2 separate regions of the Ovis aries genome follow, and region 2 is linked to region 1. The links are chromatin contacts, called in public Hi-C maps. All regions are on one chromosome and are shown on one strand. Each heading gives the region's core, a stretch centred on a gene start, on an enhancer-like site or on the middle of the called end of the contact. The rest is flanking DNA. Distances are from core to core; before and after follow the strand shown.

What was found. Hi-C and Micro-C count contacts between places; a contact is called where the count stands out from the background.
Region 2: a contact with region 1 is called in a Hi-C map of muscle, with 5 times the contacts expected there. The contact joins two enhancer-like sites. A contact is called at or near these places in 4 of 16 Hi-C or Micro-C datasets (liver, muscle, skin fibroblasts and 1 more).

What each region holds. Positions count from the first base shown.
Region 1 is chr2:25,918,498-25,923,432 of ARS-UI_Ramb_v3.0, reverse strand. No RefSeq gene overlaps it. Among named protein-coding and RNA genes, the nearest start is that of TRNAG-CCC, 16 kb to the left of the region's middle. Within about 2 kb of position 2,107, at least 9 of the 54 cell types and tissues checked have an H3K27ac peak or open chromatin away from gene starts, as enhancers often do. A contact at or near this core is called in muscle and tail adipose tissue, where this site is marked.
Region 2 is chr2:26,043,916-26,048,850 of ARS-UI_Ramb_v3.0, reverse strand. No RefSeq gene overlaps it. Among named protein-coding and RNA genes, the nearest start is that of TRNAG-CCC, 110 kb to the right of the region's middle. Within about 2 kb of position 2,855, at least 34 of the 54 cell types and tissues checked have an H3K27ac peak or open chromatin away from gene starts, as enhancers often do. A contact at or near this core is called in muscle and tail adipose tissue, where this site is marked.

The DNA of each region.
Region 1 (4,935 bases), core at 858-3,357:
GAGTGAAGAAAGTCAGAGAAGGAGAAATAGCGTATGTCATCCCTTATATGTGGAATCTAAAAAGAAATGATACAAACAAATTTATTTACAAAGCAAAAACAGACTCATAGACTTAGAGAACAAACTTACCATTGCCAGGGGGAAGGATGTGGGGAAGGGATAGTTAGGGAGATCCCTGGGATCCATGCATATACACTGCTATATTAAAATGGATAACCAGCAAGGACCTACTATATACCACAGGGAACTCTACTCAATGTTATATAGCAGCCTGGATGAGAGGGGTGTTTGGGAGAGAATGAATACATATATGTGTATAGCTGAGTCCCTTTGCTGTCCACCGAAACAATCACAACATTGTTATTCAGCTATATTCCAATAAAAAGTGAAAAGTTTTTTTTTTTAAAGTACAAACAGATGTGAAAAAGAAGAAAAAACATGAACACCTGTTTGACACAGCTTCACACACACACACACACACACACACACAGACAGGATCCCTGGGGAACATTACAACAGAATACAGGCCCCATGAGCCAATTTTCTACCCTGTGTTTTCAGATTATGACATACAGAAGCAGGGTTTTGGAGTAGAAGGAACTCACTGGCACTTTAAGGCAAACCCTCACCTTAAACGAGAAAGCAGACTGGGGGACATGCAGTTCACTGCAGTCGCTCAGTCATGTCTGACTCTTTGCAACCCCATGAACTGCAGCACGCCAGGCCTCCCTGTCCATCACCAACTCCCGGAGTTCACTCAGACTCATGTCCATCGAGTCAGTGATGCCATCCAGCCATCTCATCCTCTGTCGTTCCCTTCTCATCCTGCCCCCAATCCCTCCCAGTGCCTAAGAATGAGGCACAGGAAAGATACAGAAAAATCTCATTGCAGGACATTCAGGAATGGACATCATACTGACTTGAAGAGAAGGAATGTTCCAGACTGAACAAATGTCTAAATGTTCTGATTGCAGAGTAAATCATTTGCCATGGCTGTCTGCGCTGTGCTGTGCTTTAGCTGGGCAGCCCTTTTCTTTGGAGTGATCACCTCCACTCAGTTCTGTCTGTCTCGGAAGCTTGGCTTCATCTCTGAGCCGAGTGGAGTCTGCTTAGGTTCTGATGTCCTGATACAGATTGTGTATTTAGGTCACCTTCTTTCTGTCTGGTTTTCCTACCGTGTACATACTCGCTTGAGGTAAAAGGTAGAGATAAGTGGGTTTGGCTTCATCAAGCATCCTGTTTTTTTCTTCAGGGTTGAATGTTGACAGAAGCAAGAAGAGGAGGGGGGAGGTGGTGGGCTGGGGGCTTATTGGGCAGCTCATGTGCCTCAGTTCTTGCGGGTGCTTGGGGGGCAACACACTGCTATGTAAGGTTGCTCACTTGGGCACCTGGGCAGGCAGAAAGCTCCCAGGCCTCCCTGGGAACACATCCAGTGCCCAGAGGTTGTGCTCTCCAGGGTGCATTCAGGATGAGAGGAGATGCCACTCCTGATGTTCTCTAAGCATCACTGGGTACATCACGGAATCAAAAACCCACTTCCTGCCCAGAGAATGCAGGTAACTCGCCTACTCTGGTGAAAATCATTTTCTTTCTGGCCCAAGTCCCCTTACCAAAATGGTTTTCTTGATCAATGATCTTTCCTTCCTTTCCTTACCTGCTCACTGCCTACGAGGCTGACGCCTCTACCCTGCCTCCATGTCAGGGAAGAAGGGACTCGAGCAGCTGTTCACAGGCCATGAGTATTTACAGCGCCGTCTTCCAAACAGCTTTGACAGCCTTGGTGGTTTATAGAAAATTCAAGATGTCATTACTTCATATGTGCCGTGGAGAATAAACAGCAACTAGACACTGGCTCTTTACTTTTATGAATGAGGAAGAGTTGTTTGTGAACAATGTTCATTTTCCACTCACTGTTCCACAGCTGAATGGTAGTCATGGAAAACTGAGTCATTCAAAGACCTCAGAGATTGCAAAGGCATCAAGTCTCATGACTCATGGCTTTGGTGAAATAACGCCTAGCTAAAAAAATAGCTCCTGGAAATGGCCTCAGTTGAGTGGCATGTGGGCTGAGAGCATCGCTTGGTCAGCGAATATCCCATAGGAGGGTGGTGACTGGCAGTGCCAGGCTGGTGAGATCACGAGTTCAAACAGGCTCAGACGGGCCGAATCACAGCTCAGGATGTGCTGGCTATCCAGGTGGATGCTTGCTGGACTTGGTGGTAGTGGCTCTGGGAATGTGTTCTTTCTTTCTTTCATTTTGTGGCCACACTGTGTGGCACGTGGAATCTTAGTTCCCTGACCAGGGGTTGAACCTGTTTCTCCTGCAGTGCAAGTGAGGAGTCTTAATCCCTGGAGTGCTAGGAAAGTCCACGTTCTTTCTTAATGTAGGTTAATGTTGTAAAACTAAAAAATAATAAGTGGTCTTAAAAAGAGTCCTATGTGACGAAACATCAAGTTATATGCCCGGTGCCCTCCTTCTGTATGAAAATGCCATCGTTTGATTTCTTTTTCTTCGAAGGAAAGAGTGATTATATGTGTCCTGGCATTGTGTGTGTGTGAATGAGAGAGAGAGAGAATATGGTGTGTAAATAACCCACATTTGAGGACAGGACGGGGCTAGTTTTTCAGCAATAAATACATGGTAACTGCTTCCTTGAGCTTCCCTGGTGGTCAGTGGTAAAGAATCCGCCTGCCAATGCAGTAGGCATGGGTTCAGTCCTTGGGTCAGGAAGATCCCCTGGAGAAAGTCATGGCAACCCACTCCAGTATTCTTGCCTGGAGAAACCCATGGACAGAGGCGTCGAGGGGGCTACAGTTCATAGGGTCACACAAGAGTAGGACACGACTTAACAATCAGACAACAGCTCCCTTGGCTGATTTCAGGGACAGAATCACCTTCCCACAAACACACTGCATCTGCTGTTGAGACCCCGCCCTCCAGCGTGTTAACTGTGATGTTTCCCAGACTGTGAGGAGCACCAGCTCCATCTTGCTAGTAGTCTTGAGCACAATGGTGGCTCTATGGTCAAAGAAGTCAGGAAAATGATGAGCTAGAAAAAATGTGTGAAAAGGTCTTTGCCGCACTATTCCTTGAACCTTGGGCTAAGGGGACACTGGGATTCTTATGTGGAAATGCTCTCAGCCATGCTATTTCACCAGGGAACTGCTGGGTGCGCAGCACGGCTCTGTCTCCAGACTCACATTTGGAGGGAAGACCCTTGTGAGCTGTTTATCGGGCTTCTCTTTGGGTGATGGCAGGGAGAAGGAGAAGGGGTAGGGCTTGGGTGCTTGAGTGCACTTTGCCTTTGCTGGGCTTCCAATGCCTGAGAAAGGTCACGATTCAAGAGGACTGGCTTTCCCTGAGGGTGTGGATGAAGTCCATCCTGAGGCCACAAGCCAATGTCCAGAAGGAAGCAATTACTGCCTAAAGTGGGAAATGCCGGCATCGTTTGTCCTGAATTAAGATCTCATTCTGGCTCTTTCAGTTATTTTTATTTTTCTGAAAATCAGCTGTATGTTTCAGAAGCTGGGAGCCACTGCCACTCCTGGTCTTGAATGAACTGAAGTTCCTCAGTCGTGTCCGACTCTTTGCAACCCCATGGACAGGAGCCTACCAAGCTCTGCCATCCATGGGATTTTCCAGGCAAGAATACTGGAGTGTGCTGCCATTTCCTTCTCCAGGGGATCTTTCCAATCCAGGGATCGAACCCGGGTCTCCTGCATTGCAGACAGACACTTTACCATCTGAGCTTAGGTGTCTACAAATTGGTGGGCAGTTCAGGATCACATGAGGAGTTGTCATTTCCTTGTATTAGGTGGTCACTGGGTATGTTTCTTTATAGTAATCACAGGACTTTCCATAAAGGGGGTTACTTCTCAGGCTCCTCAGTTTGGCCTGTGTGGGTGCAACGGGGAAAATGCCTTCTCTTTCTCAAGTAGACAATTTCAATGGAACTACTGAGTGGACAAGAAGTCACCCCAGCTTACAGGAAGGCGGCTGTTCTCTGCTAACCCCTTTCCCTTGGGCCCCAGCAACTCTCATCCTAAATGCAGCTCGGGACAGACAAAGTCTAACAGGTGCTTTTTTTGAAGTGAGAAAGTGTTTATTAACTGGTTTTGAAGTCCCTTCCTGCCTTTGGAAAGTCAAGCCAAGGGTCTTAAAATCTCTCTCAGCCCAAGCTCAGTTTGGTGGTAAAGCCACTTCACGTCACCGTTTCCAGTGGTCACAATCATGTGATTGCTCGGGTTCTGCTCCCTCACAGTGATCACAAATGGGATTGCTAGTTTTCTGTTCTCTCCCTGAGGTTGAAGAAGTCATTTCCTGTGCCATCACTCAGCGCCACCTGCTGGCCTGCAGAATTCCCACAGGTCAGGTGCTGAGGGGACCGGGGCATTTTTAGAATATGTAGACCCGCCCCCCCTCCCCCAATCCCGCCTCTGCGCCTGGCATTTACGTGTGCCAGGGCAGTCAGTGGGTAACCCTCAGCTGCACTTTTGCACATCAGGAGGCTGAGTTTGTATGACTCCCCCAAGGTTAGTGCTGGAGACCACCTGTTATGTTCCGCTTTGGGGGAAACCCGCCAAGAGGCTGTTTGGCGGTCTGTGTTGTTCCTGTCCTGGGGCCGTCCTGATCTCAGGGCCCACCAAGGGAGAGTGAGGCCAGTCAACCCAGGTCTCTTTCAAACCTCTGCCTGCCAGGAGCCGGGGAAGTTCTAGTGGAGCTGGAGGGAGGCTGGCCGCCAGGAGACGCTCTGGTACTTGACCCTGGCATAGAGCAGGTAGAAGAAAGACGACAGGGCCACCACTGTATCTCCCACGGCAGGACGTCTGCCTTACACTTGTGCTGAATTCCGATGAAGTGGTCGTTTGCAATAAGGTTCAGTATATATGTGTGGCATGTGTGTTTATGAGGTATGTTACGTGCAAGGTATGTGT
Region 2 (4,935 bases), core at 1,606-4,105, 120 kb before region 1:
AATATTCATTGAAAGGACTGATGCTGAAGCTGAAGCTCTGATACTTTGGCTACCTGATGCAAAGAGCCGACTCACTGGAAAAGACCCTGATGCTGAGAAAGATTGAGGGTAGGAGGAGAAGGGTGCTACAGAGGATGAGATGGTTGGATAAACATGAGTTGGGGCAAACTCTGGGAGACGGTGAAGGACAGGGAAGCCTGGTGTGATGTGGTCCATGGGGTCTCAAAGAGTCTGACGTGACTTAGCAGCTGAACAACGTGTGTGAGGTGCAAGTAGGTATGTGAACATGTACATATGAGAATGTGTGTGGTGTTCAAAGGGTGTATATGTGTGTGTGCACATGTGAGTATATATGTAAGCATTAGCGTTTGTATGTATGTAAGTGTGTATTCCCAGGTGGCTCAGTGGTATAGAATGTGCTTGCCAATGCAGGAGATGCAAGAGATGTGAGTTTGATCCCTGGGTCTCAAAGATCCTCTGGAGAAGGAAATGGCAATTCACTCCAGCATTTTTCCCTGGATAATCCTATGGACAGAGGAGCCTGGAAGGCTACAGTTCGTGAGGTTGCAAAGAGCCGAATATGACAGAGCAACTAAACACACACACACACACACACATACACACACACACACACACACGGTGGTGTGAGGGTGTGTATGTGTTTGTAGGAATGTGTGAGTAAGTGTGAGTGTGTGTGCCAGCAATGGTTGCCCTTGTGGGCTTGGTCCAGTCCTATCGATATGCTGCTGCTGCTGCTGCTAAGTCACTTCAGTCGTGTCCGACTTTGTGCGACCCCATAGACGGGGGGCCCACTGTCTCTGGGATTCTCCAGGCAAGAATACTGGAGTGGGTTGCCATTTTCTTCTCCAAAAACAACATATAGTCTCCCACTTTTGTCAAAAATATACACACATGGAACAGAATAAAACTACCTGAATTGTTTAAAAATACGATAGTATAGGGACTTCCCTGGCAATCCAGTGATTAGTACTCCACACTTCCATGTCAGGGAGCTCGAGTTTGATCACTGGTCGGGGAATTAAGGTCCCACAAGCTCACACCTCGGGGAAGGACCTTCCTAAGTGGAGAGCGTCCCGGTCTTCCATTGTCCTGGTTGTGCCTGGTCTCAGGCTCACCACAACCCTGCAGGTGGCTCATGAGCTGGTCATTATCTGCCCAAGTCGACACAGTTAACAGAGGAGAAGCCCGTGGAAGTCAGAGGAGCTGGTGCCCGCCCCATCACCACAGGAGTCCCAGAGTCCTCGGAAGGAAGGAGGATCCCCGCTGACAGGGAGAACACAGACTCCAGCAGACAGAAGGGGCAGAGGAAGCAGGAAATCTACTGTAAAGACTCCTGTAAATCCGTCTGCTTCCTGAATCACAGTGGTTCTCTGGCTCGTGTTTCCTCCAACATTCTCTGTCTGATTGCATTCTTATATGCGGATACAATTTTCTGCAGTTTCTTTTCAATGGAACCTGAAAGCAATGCACTCCACCCGCTTGGAACACCAGCTGGTAAGCGTCGGACAGCACATGTATGTACGCATGCACTCCTTTCCTTATGTATTAGAGCTTTCAGCAATTCCCCTAAATGAATCATCCCACCAGTCTGAAATTCTTCAGTACAGAGGACGTTTTGTAACCCGCTGAAGTCCGTGGGTGTGTGTCTATTGGACTAAGTGCCTGCAGACACACACGTACACACATACACTCTCACACATACAACACGCTCATACATTCTTTCCTTCTGGGCTGTCATTTGGGTGTGGATCTGAAGATGTTTTCATCATAACAATGAAGAAAGCTATGTCAAGCTTCGGTAGGACGCTGGTTTCTCTTTCACAAAACTGGGTTTGCCCCTCTGAAGGGGGCCCTTGGCTTGCAATCACTTAGAGGTGCACAATGGTGGTGAATAGTTAGCTTCATGTCACTCAGAAATGCAGGGCAATGCAGAGTGTAACAGAGAAGTTGGGGGTCATAGTGTTTTTAAGAAAGCCCTGGGTCCTCATTCTGTGGCAATTCCCCCTCTGCTGGGGTTTCCAAGAACTCCCACCGGGGCTGGGCTGATGGACTTCTTAGCTGCTCCTGCTGAGTCTGCTGGCCACCCCCTTGTTTGTGAAAGTCCGTCTCAAATGCCGTACATGTGAGTCATTATCGTACGTCTTACATCACTCAGCTTCTTTTGAACTTTTGCTCATTAACCAGGCTCCCTTTCTGGAACTTACCATGCGTAAGCATAATGCCTGTTTATTAATGTTTTGGTCCTGAGGTCCTCGCAATCCTGCTGTGTGGTATTGTTTCCATCAGTTAAAATGCCAGCATGAGGGTAATGAAGATGAAAAGGACAAAGTCCAGTTCTCCAGTGAGGACTCTGGCAGAACATACCCAGGCTGTAATTTCAGTCTGTTTTATGCCCCTCTCTTCATTTGTTTAATATCTGATGATTTTATGACAGAGAAACTGTACATACCTCCTTCACTGAGATGAAGTGTTCCCACAGGAATGTCAGGGTTATTAAGAGAATGAGAGGCAGAATGACTAGGAAATAGAGCTGTGTGTTGGTGTGTTACTTTAAATCCACTTAAAATGAAATGTCTCTGAATCTGCTCTTTCTTCCTGTTTGCTGAGGGGCTGTGATTTATGAGTCCTGCGAGCGGAGCTGTCTAGCTCTTTCATCCCACCTGAGTGAGGGGTCTGCAGGCCGGTGGGGCTGGACCACTGTGGCTGAGTGTGAACAGCATCACAGGGGGTCTTGTTTGGGGATTAGACTCCGAGTTGTCACAGCATGTCCTAGAGTCACCAAGTAAAGGCTGTGTTCTCAGAGTGAACTGGAGCCTGGGCAGGAGGAGGCTTGCAAGTGTGTGCAATGTCGAATGACTGCCCCCAAGTGTCCCTCCGTGGGAGATGAGCACGAAGCAAATAGGATGCTACTGCCGCTGCTGCTCAGAGAGGGGCTCTGCTGGTGGGGAGCGCACAGAGAGGAGCCCAGGAGAATAATGAGGAGTGGCCAAAGCTCAGTGGAAGCTGCGCCCTCTGTAGGACCACCTTTCAAAAGCACAGTGCCCTAGCCACGTTTCTAGAGCATCAGCTGTGCGTGCTAAGTCAGTTCAGTTATGTCTGACTCTTTGTGACCCCATGGACTGTAGCCCTCCAGGCTCCTCTGTCTATGGGAATTCTCCAGGCAAGAATACTGGAGTGGATTGCCATGCCCTCCTCCAGGGGATCTTCCCGACCCAGGGATCAAACCTGCGTCTCTTATGTCTCCTGCATTGGCAGGTGGGTTCCTTACCACTAGTAGCACCTGGGTCAAATGTTCACTCTCCCTTGTGGGACAAGCACTGTCCTTGGGGCTGAGCAGCATCTTGAAGAAGGTGATGCCTGTAAGGTAGCTGTGCCTAATGGGATGAAGGGCCATCTTTTCTGGCACCCTGTTGACCTGCTGTGCTCCTTTGTGTGAATTTTACAAAGGCCCCCTTAGCAGAACACACTTCCTTGGTGTCTTCACTTGTACATTCAGCCCAGGTGAGCAGACCTTCAGGCTGGATCAGGTCGCCTCTGCCCTGTGGCTGGGCAGAATGGAACAACTTAAGTGGTGGCCCTTCAGATAAATTGCACCCTCTTACACTCCATCCAAGCTGGCAGTGGATGAAATCCTCAAAAAACTGTAGAGTGGGCTGAATGTTATACCCCAGAGCTTGGAGCTCTTAGCCAGTGGGCTGGCCTCCTTATCTCCTTACTTTAGGCCAGTTCAGGCCAGCTCTGCTCATTTTCCATGTGTTTCCTCCAGATTCCCTTTTACCAAGTTTCAGGTTTGTTTCAGTTCTCATAATTTTAATTCCCAGGAGCCCTTCTTAATCTCTGATTGTTCCTTGTTGTGTCAACTATTCTTGATTAATGGATACAATGTCTTCTGTTATTTCTCCTAAGATATTAATGACAATTTTTTTTGAGGCTGTGTTTTGTTTTCTGTCTTATCTCTACTTATCTGATTTGGTCTTTCTCCTTCCTTCTCTCCCTTCATTCCTCTCCCCACTTCTCTTTCTTTTAGCTCTCTCTTTCATATTGGAAGATTTCCTGAAGTGCTTGGGAAATCCTTGCCTATTCTTGTTAAAGAGACAGTTGACAGAGATCTGATTGTTTCAGGGGCAGGTTGTGCCACGTGGGGACTACCTTGCAGGGGCCTGTGAGTGTGTGGGTAGATAGGGATCCACAACCTTCTCTTTTTAAAATTGATTTTAATTTTATTAAAAAAATTTTATTGGAGCATAGCTGATTTGCAATCTTGTGTTAGTTTCAGGTGTACAGCAAAGTGAATCAGTTATACATAAACATATATCCACTCTTCTTTAGATTCTTTTCTTATATAGATCATTACAGAGTATTGAATAGAGTTCCCTGTGCTATGCACTGGTTCTTATCAGTTACCTATTCTATATAAAATAGTGCATACATTGGGCTTCCCTGGTGGCTCAGATGGTTAAAGAATCTGCTTGCAAAGCAGAAAACCTGGGTTCAATCCCTGGATGGGAAGATCCCCTGGAAGAGGGCATGGCAACTCACCTCAGTATTCTTGACTGTAGAATTCCCATGGACAGAGGAGCCTCAGGCTATAGTCCATGGTGTCGCAGAGTCAGACGTGACTGAGCGACTAAGCACAGTGTGTACATTTCAACCCCAATATCTCAATTGATCTCTCCACTCTCCTTTCATCCTTTGTAATCATAAGTTTGGTTTCTACATCTGTGATTCTATTTCTGTTTTGTAAATTAGTTCATTTTTACCATTTTTTTAAATATTTCACATATAAGCAATATCATATGATGTTTGTCTTTTTCTGATTGACTTAGTTCACTCAGTGTGACAATCTCTAGGTCCATCCATGTTACTGCACATGACATTATTTTGTTCTTTTTTTATGGCTAATATTCCATTGCA